Regions from separate parts of the Ovis aries genome. Here region 2 is linked to region 1. The links are chromatin contacts, called in public Hi-C maps. All regions are on one chromosome and are shown on one strand. Each heading gives the region's core, a stretch centred on a gene start, on an enhancer-like site or on the middle of the called end of the contact. The rest is flanking DNA. Distances are from core to core; before and after follow the strand shown.

Region 1 (6,834 bases), core at 2,381-4,880:
TCCCTGAGAAAATGAAGACTGCCTGCAAAGAGTTCCTCCAACTTTCATCCTGTTTTTTTCCTGCTCCATTTTCCTCTTTCACAAGAAGAAATAGGGGAAAAAGGGACTTCCCTGGTGGTCCAGTGGTTAAGATTGTCCTCCCAATATAGAGGGCATGGGATCAATCCCTGGTTGGGAACTAAGATCCCATATGCTGCAGGGCATGGCCATTTTTTTTCTCCTTCAAGCATCCCAACACTAGGTTCTCTCCTTCCGTTAGTGGCAGAAGGGATATCCCTCTGCCTGTCTAGGTCTGATTGCTCCATGTCCACTCTGGGTTCCCTCCTCTCTTGTCTCCTCAGAGACCTAAGCCTCCGATCATAACTAAACACGCTCTTGGACCTTACCTTCTTTACTGGCCCATCTCCCACAGCTCTCCTTCACTTTGACCTTACCTTTCTTCTAGCTACTGTCCCCTCTCCTTTCTCAGTATGCTGCTGCTGCTGCTAAGTCGCTTCAGTTGTGTCTGACTCTGTGTGACCCTATTGACGGCAGCCCACCAGGCTCCCTAGTCCCTGGGATTTTCCAGGTAAGAACACTGGAGTGGGTTGCCATTTCCTTCTCCAGTGCATGAAAGTGAAAAGTGAAAGTGAAGTCACTCAGTTGAGTCCGACTCCTAGCGACCCCATGGACTGCAGCCTAACAGGCTTCTCCATCCATGGGGTTTTCCAGGCAAGAGTACAGTTTCCAAAAAAAAAATTGCATCCAAGTTTGTTGAGTCTCTACTTCCTCCTCTCTAATTCACCCCATGCTTTCCTGAAGGTGAATGTTCCAGAGACAGTATTCAAGTCCTACCAAAGCTACACTGTTTGGATCCCTCAGCTTAGTGCACAAAACCTCGGTGTCTGGGGACTTCCCTGGTGATCCAGTGGTAAAGAATCTGCCTGCTGATGCAGGGGACACTGGGTCGATTTCTGGTCCAGGAAGACTGCACACACCACAGGACAGCTGAGCTTGCCGGCTATAACTACTGAACCTGTGTACCCAGAGCCCAGGCTTTACAACCAGAGAGGCCGCCTCAATGAGAAGCCTGCGCACCGCAGTTAGAGAGTAGCCCCTACTTGCCACAACTGGAGAAAGCCTGCGGACAGCAACAGACCCAGAACAGCCGAAAAAACAGAACCTGGTGTGTGACTTCCTGCCTGTCCCTGTGCCTCAGGTCACACGGACTCTTCACTTCTGTCACTGAGGATTACTTCTATTCCTTCAACATGTTACTCTTCCACGTCTTTGTATATTTGCACAGGCTGTTTTCTCCGCTTGAATTCTCTTATCTCCACTCAACCTTCTCTAACAATTCCCATTCTGACAACTGCTACTGAGTCTTTCAAGTTGTCTAAATTACCATCTTTTCAGGAACGATTTCTTCTCTAGCCTTAGATGATTTTTCTCTATGTTCCCATGGCCCTAGGACATGATAAACGTTCAGTAAGTATCTGAATTAAGTATTAGGCAGCAGTAAGTAGGGTCTTAAGTACCAATACTCCTACAGGTTTGATTGTGAGTGTCCTGACCCCATAAGCAAACCAGGAAAGATCCAGTCTTAATAACTGGCCATTCCAGGCTGCCAAGTAGATGAAGGTAAGCATCTGGTAGGAGGCATCAGGAAAGGGCAGAAATAAGGGACATGTCTTGATAATGCTTCTGATGTTAGTTTGCTGGGACCCATGCCAAAGCACACAGGCTGGGTGACTAAATGTGAATTTATTTTCTCACAGTTCTGGAGACTAGAAGCCCCAGGTCAAGATACCAACAGGGCTGGTTTCTTCTAAGAGCTCTCCTTTGGTTTGCAGACGGCCATCCTCTTTCAGCGTCTTCATGTGACTTGCTTCTGTGTGTATTTGTGTCCTAATCTCTGCTTCTTTTAAAGACATTGAAAAAGTGAAAACATTACTTACTCAGTCATGTCTGATTCTTTGCAACTTCATAGACTCTAACCTGTCAGCCTCCTCTGTCCATGGAATCCTCCAGGTAAGAATACTGGAGTGGGTAGCCATTCCCTTCTCCATGGAAGCTTCCTGACGCAGGGATCAAAGCCAGGTCTCCTGCACTGCTGGCAGATTCTTTACCATCTGAGCCACTAGGGAAGCCCCATCTAAAGACACGGCTGACACTGAATTGGAGTCCACTAATATGACTTCTTTTTACTTTAACTACCTTTTAAAGCTCCTATCTCCAAATACTGTCACATTCTAAGGTCGTGCAGTTTCGGATCTTTTTCTTTTTGCTGTGCTGGGTCTTTGTTGCTGCTCAGGCTTTTTCTCTAGTTGCAGCAAGCAGGGTGCATGTGGCTCCTACGGCTTCTCATTGCAGAGCACAAGCCAGGCCTCCTGCACTGCAGGCAGATTCTTTATCACGGAGCCACCAAGGAAGCCTGGTTTAGGACTTTAACACGTGAGTTTTGAGAGGACACGGTTCAGCCCACAACACTCCCCAATCTTGAGAACCCATGCTTCTTAATGTTAAATTCTGAAAACACCAGGTCAGATATCAGATTCTTTTCCCTTATAGGTTATTACAAATTATTGAATTTGGTTCCCTGTGCTATGCAATAGGTCCTACACCGTTGGTGGAAATGTAAATTTGTGCAGCCATTATGGAGAATTGTAAGGGGGTTCCTTAAAAAAACTGAGCATAGAGTTGCCATATGATCCAGCAATGCCACTCCTGGGCATATATCCAAAGAAAAACCTATTTCAAAGAAATGCATGAATCCTAATGTTCATAAAAGCACTATTTATAATAGTCAAGCCATGGAAGCAACCTAAATGTCCGTCTGCAGATGAGTGGACAAAGACGATATGATCCATCTATCTGGGTATATACAGTGGAATATTACTCAGCCATAGAGAGTGAAATAATGCCCTTTGCAGCAACATAAATGGACATAGCTACAGGAAGTAAGGCAAAGACAAATATCAGATATCACTTACATGTGAAATCCAAGAAAAAAGATCCAAATGAATTTATTTATAAAACAGAAAGAGATTCACAGACATAGAAAACAAATTTATGGTTACCAAAGGGGAAAGGAGAGGGGAGGGATAAATTAGGAAGTTGGTATATAATACACATTATTATATATAAAATAAATAATCAACAAGGACCTATTGTATAGCACAGGGAACCAAATTCAATATTTTGTAACAACCTATAATGGAAAAGAATCTGGAAAAGAATATATAGGAGTCACTGTGCTGTACACTTGAAACTAACATAACATTGTGAATCAATTTCAATTAGAAAAAAAAAATGACTTAGAGATATGCTGGAGGAGCCCACCTTCCAGAAGCAGAGAGTTGTTGAGTACAGGACCTGCCATCGGAGTCAACTGAGAGAAAGGAACACATGTTCAGTGTAACAGTGAGAACTGAGGAGAACTTTTCAAGGAAAAGAGGGAGTAGGGAAAGAGAAGGGACCACAGATTGTGGAAAATGGAACAGAAAGATGATGCAGAGAGCATTTCAGAATATTAAGATGTTAAGAGAGTCAGGGCAGCAGAAACAGCCCTCAGTGAAAAGGCAGTCACTTGGGAGGAAGAGAGCACTCTGGTTATCACCCTGTGCCACCTTGTGGCCACCTTACCAGTTTCCATCAAACACTCCACCTTCCCTTGTACCCTTTCCATTTCCTGTTACCTCTAGCTACGTTTGAAAGTCAGAATCACTGGAATCATGTTCATGGCAGTGTGTAGTTTCAGTGATGAATCTCAGGGCACTGATATCTTCGGCCTCTTTTTGGCAGCAATGGATCTAATTGTGGAATTCTGAGAGATATGGGGGAAAGGGACACGGAACTTCTCTGCTGCTGCTGTCACTAATACGGTCACAGTGAAGCTACTGTGGGGAAATTCCAGCCTCATCGGGTTGTTGTGAAGATTAGTGGGTTAATTATATAAATTGTTTGGAATAGGACCTGGTCTTTGGAAGTGCTAAGTAGGTATTAACTGCTGTTACTATTAAGCCATAATCTCCAAACCACAGCAGTTTGCCATGTGTCTCTAACAGAGGTCATACATGGTGTCGGACATGACTGAGCAACTTCACTTTCACTTTTCACTTTCCTGCATTGGAGAAGGAAATGGCAACCCACTCCAGTGTTCTTGCCTGGAGAATCCCAGGGATGGGGGAGCCTGGTGAGCTGCCGTCTGTGGGACTGCACAGAGTCGGACACGACTGAAGTGACTTAGCAGCAGCAGCACATACTAATTAACCAAACAAGTTTTTGCTTAAAATTTAGTAAAAGCATCAGAATCTATTTTTATTTCTCCTGCAGTTCAAGGGTGAATATGAACCCTCATGCATCTAACCAGATAGTAGATGCCAGAGCTAGGATGTGAACCCAGATGCTTGTGTTCACGACCCCCAGCTTGCACTATCTCCCTTATACCTACATTCCACTTAGCATGTTGAGTTCAGATCTGCTTGTGAACTCTGGTTCTTCCTCTGTGTACTCTAGTACTTATAGAAGAGTCTGTCCTCCGGAGCTATTTCTTCTGAGCTCTTGAGAGAAGTCTTTCACTTCAGCTTTTTTTCACTCATCTTTTCGTCTTCTCCTAACACTTATTTTCCAAATGCTCAGGAATAAATTCAGGAATAAATGGGTATGTCTCAAATATTTGACATTTAAAAAATAATGGAACAACAGCAGTTAGGGGAGGTGATTCCTATTCAATTCTTTCCTTCCTATGGCTTAGCATGCAGAAGTCCAATTAGGTGGATACAAAGTGAAATCAGAGAACAATACAGACCATCTGCCCACATGGGGGTTGGGGAGTGATACTCGAGAACCTCGGCCAACAGATCTAAGATATAGATGTTAACAGTCTTGCCTGTACTCTTAGGGGACTTGAAAGCCTATAATACAACTTTTCTAAATACTAGTGGATAGAATGGCTTAAAACATCATTAAGCTGGATCAGCTGTATGGAAAGGGAAAGAGCCAGGAAACAGTAGAAAGTAAACAACTGCCACTGAAGTTGTTGGAAAATTACACCCTTCTCTCTGCTATAGAATTTCAGAGCTCTGTGAGGAATAAGGAACTCGACTCCAAATAAGTATAGATCCCAGCTCTCAAAATGCAAAGATGAAACAGGAGAAACTCTTGAGGGGCAAATGGAGAACTGACTAGCAGAGCTTCTCAAGAGAGTGAAAAGTAATTACAGTGAAGCTAGTTTAATAATACAGAGAGAAAAGACTGTCAACACACGAGGTAAGAAGCACTGATATATATCCATGATGGAAAAGAGAGACTGTTCCTTGCACTAATAATGTTCCTGGAGAAGGAACTCTTTATGTAGTAAGTTAAGAATTAACAACATCCTCTCCAGAAACCAGAAACAAGTTTGAAAAAGAAATAAAATATAGTGTAATGATAAGAGCTGCAGGAAGTCACTACGTGAGCCACTATGAGAACAAGGGTGACTGCATCAGGCACAATGTAGGAAGGGCAGGGAAGGGCATAAGACAATGATTTGAAAAGTACAAAGAAGTCATGCATATAGGGCTTTAAAAATCATTATTATTATTCCTCTTGGAGCAGGTACACTTTCAGAAAAAAGACAAGGTCAGCACAGTTTCAAGAGAAGCACAAGTCCATGTTTTATGTGCATTTGATGAAAAAATAAAAGTGAATCTAGAATAATTCTGATAAAGGATTGACCATATTCTGAGACTTCCTGAGGACTATACCCCACCCACTCTGAGTGCTGATAGATGAGAATTCTCCAGACATTTAGACTTTCAGTATCCTTACTCCACTGGGGCAGGCTATGTCTTTAATCAACCCCAGGGTGGACAAACATACATCCTGGATTTTCAGGGGCAGGACGAATTTAAATCAGCCTTAATTTCCTCCACAAGTACAGTGGCTTTTGTTCATATATCCTGAAGTTGAGTTGGAAAATACAGTCTACTGCAGAGCAGAAACTTTTCTTTTTCTTCTACTGTTTTCCATTGGCTCAGTTGTTTCCTTTCTTCTTCCAGACTTTTCAAATATTTCCCTCTTCTTTTTTCCTTGTTATCGTCCATCATCTTTGTCTTTCTTTTCTCCCCAAAACCCTGGTCCCTGCTAGGAGGCCTCACTGGTCTGTAGAATGGGGCTGGCAGAATACCAGTCACCTCATTGCATTCTCTTTCTTCCTGACAGTATTCTCTTTGTTTGAAAAACAAATCAAAACATTCTCTTCTTCAACTTAGAATCTCACTAATACTTCCCTTACATGTTCAGATCTTCCATGAACTTTTTTTTTTTTTTAATGTGTGAAAACTTTGCTTTAATAGAACGTATGAAAAAGAATGATAAAAAATATGGAACGCTTCACGAATTTGCGTGTCATCCTTGCGCAGGCGCCATGCTAATCTTCTCTGTATCGTTCCAATTTTAGTATATGTGCTGCCGAAGCGAGCACACTTCCATGAACTTTCAATTACAGATGTCAACTAAAAAATATAGTCAAACTGAAAGTAGAGATTTGGTGGGAATGTTTAGGACTCTGAGCCTGGGAAACGGCACTTCAGTAGCTCTGAGAAAATTGCTCCAAGGAGGCAGGAGTCAGGCTATATGCAAGTTTGCAACAAGGGGAACAGGCAGTCTGAACGTCAAAGATTAGGTTTCAAGTTAAGGAATTTAGCATTCTCTGTATGGGAACACGCAAGCCTCTGGGTTCACTGAATTCAGTCCTTTCTTTTGCACCTCAGCTATCTGAGGTCAAAGCTGTTCTCCTAGCTTCTTGCATTCCCCCAGCTCCCCAGCAACCACCCAGTGGTGGAGTGGCAGCATCTGCTGGATCACAGT
Region 2 (6,395 bases), core at 2,058-4,557, 110 kb before region 1:
GGATACTTGCACACAGGGTCCTCTCTCTTGGTAGATACTTGCACACAGGGTCCTCTCTCTTGGTGGATACTTGCACACAGGGTCCTCCCTCGGTGGATACTTGCACACAGGGTCCTCTCTCTTGGTGGATACTTGTACACAGGGTCCTCTCTCTTGGTGGATACTTGCACACAGGGTCCTCTCTCAGTGGATACTTGCACACAGGGTCCTCCCTCGGTGGATACTTGCACACAGGGTCCTCTCTCTTGGTGGATACTTGCACACAGGGTCCTCTCTCAGTGGATACTTGCACACAGGGTCCTCCCTCGGTGGATACTTACACACAGGGTCCTCCCTCGGTGGATACTTGCACACAGGGTCCTCCCTCGGTGGATACTTGCACACAGGGTCCTCTTTCTTGGTGGATACTTGCACACAGGGTCCTCTCTCTTCATGGATACTTGCACACAGGGTCCTCTCTCTTGGTGGATACTTGCACACAGGGTCCTCTCTTGATGGATACTTGTACAGAGGGTTATGGATACTGAGCAAGGCCAACAGGGATCTCACCCCATATCTGAGGGGATCCTGGTGTGACTTCATCAGTAGGAACCACCTGGATAAGACAAGTTTCTAGCAGTCCCTCTGAAGAGAAAGTAGCTAGGTTGTTCCATCTGCTACTTCCCCTCTCATCAAATACTCACACTAAACATGAAGAAGTTCTTAGCCCTAATTTTTAGATGAAGAAACTCAGAATTGGAAAGGTCTTGACCATAGTCGAGTCATAGGTTGAGGAGCGCGGTTCCAACCCAGGAATGTAGGCTTGTCATTCTTGTGCTTTCTGCTCCTTCCACGATTCCTAGTCCTTAGTTCTTTGTATTCATTTCCTATGACAGTTTACTGCAAATGTGGGGACTTTAAAACAACACCTTTATTATTTTGTGTCTCTGGAATCAGAAGTCCAGAATGGTTTCGCTGGGCAGATCAGGGTGTTGGCAGGGCCCAGCTCCCTCTGTAGGCTCTAGGAGAGAACCCTCCTGCCTTTTCCTTCTCTAGAGTGCATTCTGTGGCTTGTGGCCCCTCCTCTGTCTTCAGCACCAACAGCTTGACATTGAGTCTCTCCCTGCTTCCCTTGCCCTCCTCTGTGTAGGCAGATCTCCCTCTGTTTCTGGACAATTGTGACAGGATTGGGGGCTGACCAGATGGCCCATAATTATCTCTCAAGACCCTTAACTTAGTCATATCTGTAAAGACTCCTTTTGCCATATAAAGTAATATTCAAAGGTCCCAAAAATTAGGACATGGGCATACCTGATGGGGAGCATTATTCCAGCTGCCACCCCAGCCTTGTCCAGTGTGTTCCAGATGTTAACAGCTATTGTATTTCACAAATTGGCCTGAACAATGATTCTTAGCTGTTAAAGAAGCATCTTAGGACAAGAATATATATATATATATATATATAAAATGCATTTAAGGAAACATGATTTAGCCTAGAGTCCAGGCCTTCCTTTGGTTTAGAAGAAGTTGTGTCATCTAGTTAAATTCTCCTGGAATCTTTTTTTCTCCACCAGTATTTTGATTCACTTTTGAAAGTTAAGCAGAAGGTATCTTTCTTTCTCCCTCCTCCCATCTAATCTGATCCTCTGGAGGTAACTACTGTTAATATTTGGGTGCATATCTTTCCCAAGATTTTCTTAGTAGTAATAACTTAACTAACCCTGTATCTTGATGAAGCCACGTGTAAATGTATTCAGCTCATGTTCCTTCATATGCATTTTAGGATTTCTTTGGTTGACAAATTCTTGTGGGAAACCGTCATTTAATGGCTATTGATAGAAACTGTCTTGGAGTTGTATTAATGGGAAAGAGGAAAACCAAGACTCATGTTGGCTCACTCCTTTGCAGTAGCTCAGAGTGCTGATCTCTGGTCTGGCTTTTCAGTGATTCCATATAGAAGCAGTTGCTCACTTGGGCAGGTCTTTTTCAGATAAAAGGTAGCCATTGGGCCCCTTCTTTCCACCTGCTCCTCTATTTCTTACCTTAGAGTCTCTTGCTGCCTAAGGCAAAAATCTGGCAGAATGAAAGTTGGTTACAGTTTGCTGACAGCAGCATGGAAGCCATCCTACCAGGAGCTTCCAGAGATGGGGGTTTGGATAGCCACGAACCCTTGCCTGCTTCTTACAATGGCAATTTCCACCCTGGCTTCTCCAAAGTGCCTAGTTCTGAATTTGGCTCTCATTTGAAGTAAAAATAATTCCTTGTTTTTTTAATACCTAAAGACCTATGTTTTTCTTTCTAGGGTATTGAGGGGAAAAAATCCGCAAAGGGGAAAAAGGAGACTAAGCCTTAGCAGTTAAGAGATGCTGTGAAAAACTATCAAGTCAGATCAGCAGTGAGCAGTCTCCTTACTGTAAGCTAGAATTCCTCATGCTTGGCTTAAGACCGACTGTGGCTTTTAGTTAGAACACAATCCATGTTCCTTACCGTGACCACCGTGCCCTGCGATCTCACTGCTGCCGCTTCCTCTGTTCACCTGTGCGTTACACTGCCAGACTTGTTCTTGCCTCAGGAACCTCACGTTCACTGTCCCTCTTCCCCAGAGAGCATGTCTTCCCAGATTTCCCATGGTCTCCCTATAAGCTCCTGAAAGCCCCAAACTAAACATTTATCTCCTTAAATCTGCAGTAGCTGCACACACCCTCATCCCATTATGCTATTTTATTTACTTCAAAGCATTTGTCACTATTTGAGATTACAGGCTTATTACATCTTCTCTGGCTAGAATGGAGACTAAAAGCCAGAACTGCCGTGCCACTGGGCTCACAAGTACTCAGTGTGTGTGCAGGTGAACGGATTAGAAGGGTAGGGTAGAGCCCTGGTACACAGTATGGTCCCAGGGCAGCAGGCCTATGAATCAAGAGTCTGTATTTTCACAAGAGCCCCAGGAGATTCATAGCACAATAGTTTACCAAACACTGCCTTTAGAACAGTGGTTCTCAACTTTGGCCACATGTCTGAAATACCCAGAGAAAGCTTTGAAAATAGATTCTAATTTAATTGATTTGGGATTTAGCCTAACTCGTCTGTATTCTTAAAAGGTTCCTGCCAGGGTGAATTTAGGGGACAGTCAAGGTTGAGAGCCACTGCCCTACTGCTGTGCTATCACTAGCCACATGTAGCTGTTTAAACACAAAACAAAACGCAGACTCAGCCTTTTAGTTGCTCTCACCACATTTCAAGTATTCCATGGCACATGTGGGTCGTGGTTCCTGTAGTGGACAGTGGAGGTGAATATTTCCATCATATCAGAAAGTTCTATTGGACAGCGCGGCTTAAGAGAGGGAACTGAGAGAGCTGTTTTCGATTGAGTTGGGAGAGCATCTTTGGAAGCAAATGCTATAGGGGAGAAAGGGAAACCGGCCCAACTCTGGGTGGGTGGGGTCCTTGGAACACGAGGTTGCTCTGGTTGCTGACGGTTGATGAAGTTTCACCAGCAGGTGGCGCTCATGCTTTCCCCCTCGCCTCGTGCTGGAGCCTGAGCTGGCCCTTAGCCATTGGAGGACAGAGCTGGGCACTGCACGCACCGGTTTGACTCTTCAGAGCCTCACACAGTAAGGATGGGCCGAGGTCAAGATGGTGGACTAGAAGGACGTGGCAGTCTCCTCCCACAAATACATCTAAAACAATCAACGTGTGGAACAGTTCTGGCAGAATACCCGCTGAGCGCTGGCAGATCTCATAGAACCAGAGCTGTAGGAAAGATCTCTGGGTAGGACAAAAGAAAAATGTAACTGGAATGGGACATGCGGCCCTGGGAGGGAGCTGTGAGAGAGGAAATGTTCCCTCATTCTGGGAAGCCCCTTCAGTGGCTGGGGGATCAGCCGGCACACAAAGGGAGCTTCAGAGGCTTGGAGGAGAGTGCAGCGGCGGCACCGTGGCAGGCGGAACAGAGACCTGCGCAGACGGTCCTGGCCAGGGCAAACAACGATGCAGAAGGACGAATAAGTGATCTGGAAGATGAAATGATGGAACTCGCCCTATCAGAACATCAGACAGATTAAAAGAATGAAACCAATATTTGAGACCTATGGGAGAACAAAGTGAGCCAATCTACACATGATAGGGATCCCAGAAGGAGAAGAGAGAAGGGGGTCAAACATGCAACTGAAAGAAATTAGCTGAAAACTTCCCAAACCTAAAGAAGGAAACACATATCCAAGCATAGGAAGCTGAGAGAGTCCCAGACAAGATGAACCCAAACAGACCTCCCCCAAGACATAATTGAACTGACAAAAGATAAAGTGAGCGTCCTAGAGGCAGCAAGAGAAAAGCAGTTACAAGGGAACCTCCATAAGACTATCAGCCAGAAGGGAGTGGGGAGGTAGACTCAGGGTCCTGGGAGAGAGAAATCTACAACCTAGGATACTCTACCCAGTTAAAGTATCATTTAGAAATGTCGGGCTGCACCCCATGGGCCCACAAGCCCTGCACTTCCCATCCTTGAGACCAAAAATGAGCCTGGAGTCAGTGACTGACATCAGTGGTTTAATGGATGGGGGATCTTACATGTCTAAAGCAAGCTCCCACCGAGTGCAGCAGAAAGGGGGCAGGACATGGTGGCAGTCTTCACTCCCGAGGGGAGGAGACCAGTTATGAGGGGAGGATACCAGTTATGAGGGGATTGAGGTTAGGTTAGGTTGTCTTACCTGTTACCAGGGAAACTAGCAGAGGGTCATGCTCCTCACCCCTGCTTTGATAAGCGGTCACGGAGGAGAGACTCTGATCTAAAGATTAGAACAGTCACTAGCTGATGTGGGGGCAAGGGTACAGGAAGGTCAGTCATGTGAGGTCAGTCATGTAGGGTGCAGGCCCTTGTCGAGCAGTGAGTGTACAGGAAGCAGGAGAACAGCCGTCTTGGGGACCTGCTCGTATACTCCATGCCGATGTCCCCTGCGTGACGCGCACAGTCCCTGTCCTCCACCTCTCTTCCATGATCCTGGGACAGGTGCGTAGGGGGCACTGCAAGCGAATACCACAAATACAGATGGCAGCAGCCAAAGGGCATCAACAGTAAGCTGCCTGGTGTGCCCAGAACAATCATTTGCCAGAATGGGGACCGATTTTGGAGCCAAGCACTTACTGGGTTAGCAGAGAGGAAGCCAATAAGAGCAGCAGTGCCCTGTCTGCTTACAAGAAAGGTAAGGCCTCCCCTGGTATTCGCAAACCCAGAGCCACTCGCATGGGGCCAGGAAGACCCTGGCTCTGAAGGAAGCATTCACAAACCCAGAGGCACCCGCCTGGGGCAGGGAAGGCCTTAGCTCTGAAGGAAGCATTCCAGTGCTCTAGCCAGAAGTGTTTTGTTAGCAGTGCACACATTAGGTCTTCCCAGTGAAAAACAGTTATTGCTCCTAGTTGGACGTGTGTGTCCAGCTCTATTCCAGCCCACACAGCATAGCCTGGGATAAGGGGCTCATGGGCAGTCACCCTGGCAAAATGTGAGCGGTATTTTGTGGTAACGTTTGCTGACAGGTCCTTCTGGCATATTGGCATGCGGAAGCAGGAGCTGGTAAGAGTATTACTCCTCCCCCACGGTCAGCCCTCCCCCATGTGGTCTCATGAGCCAGATCAAGTTTTCACAGAAGTCCAGAGGAAGACAACAGTGGCCTCTTGCAATACCCCTAGCAATCTGATTCATTTCTCAGTGAGGTTCTCAGACTTCCTCTGTTCAGGCTAGGGACGAGATGTAAGACGTCTGACAGGCACAGCACAGGGAAGATAGGACTGTTAAGCAAAACACAAGCAATGTCCACATTCTGAGAGGATACCACAGCTGTCCTGGTCTGGGCTGCAGTTCAGAAAACTCAGGTTTTCAGTAATATACAGGAACATGTCCAAAATCACATCTCCAGTGGCCACCTAGCCTTACCTTGGGTGTCTGAGCCACAGCTCCTCCATCTGGACTTTCAAATGTGTTCTCCTCCACAATGGCCAAAGCAGCTGTGCCATGCAGGTTCCACCAGTCAGTAAAGTTTAAATTAAACCATATATAAGTCAGAATGACTTCTCCATATATCTGTATGTGAAGATTTCCCCATCATTTCCCTTTTTGATTGCAGTTTTTTGATAAATCAAAGTATATGTCCTTCAAAGCAAGAGCGAATGCTGCCTGCACTCCTGTCCAGACCATGTTCCTGCACCCAGGCCTCCTTTATATTTGCCTAGTTTGCTACATTGCCGGAAAACTGATCAGATACTGTTGATAAGCTCTGTGGTATGTTGATGGGGAAACATTTTAGAGGCTACATACTTTGTCAGTTACACCAAATTGTTACAAATATGGTTCATGTGCTTTTAGCAATAGCTTAAAGCAAGTAGTGTTAGTATGGTGAGTAGTTATACTCTGTGACAGCTTC

Evidence for each region. Hi-C and Micro-C count contacts between places; a contact is called where the count stands out from the background.
Region 2: a Hi-C map of hypothalamus shows a contact between it and region 1, with 5 times the contacts expected there. The contact joins two enhancer-like sites. A contact is called at or near these places in 9 of 16 Hi-C or Micro-C datasets (blood, hypothalamus, liver and 5 more).

What each region holds. Positions count from the first base shown.
Region 1 is chr1:117,631,952-117,638,785 of ARS-UI_Ramb_v3.0, reverse strand. LOC114111020 (U6 spliceosomal RNA) reads right to left here and starts at 6,448; the gene lies at 6,342-6,448. Within about 2 kb of position 3,630, at least 14 of the 54 cell types and tissues checked have an H3K27ac peak or open chromatin away from gene starts, as enhancers often do.
Region 2 is chr1:117,737,378-117,743,772 of ARS-UI_Ramb_v3.0, reverse strand. No RefSeq gene overlaps it. Among named protein-coding and RNA genes, the nearest start is that of ALDH9A1, 34 kb to the left of the region's middle. Within about 2 kb of position 3,307, at least 13 of the 54 cell types and tissues checked have an H3K27ac peak or open chromatin away from gene starts, as enhancers often do.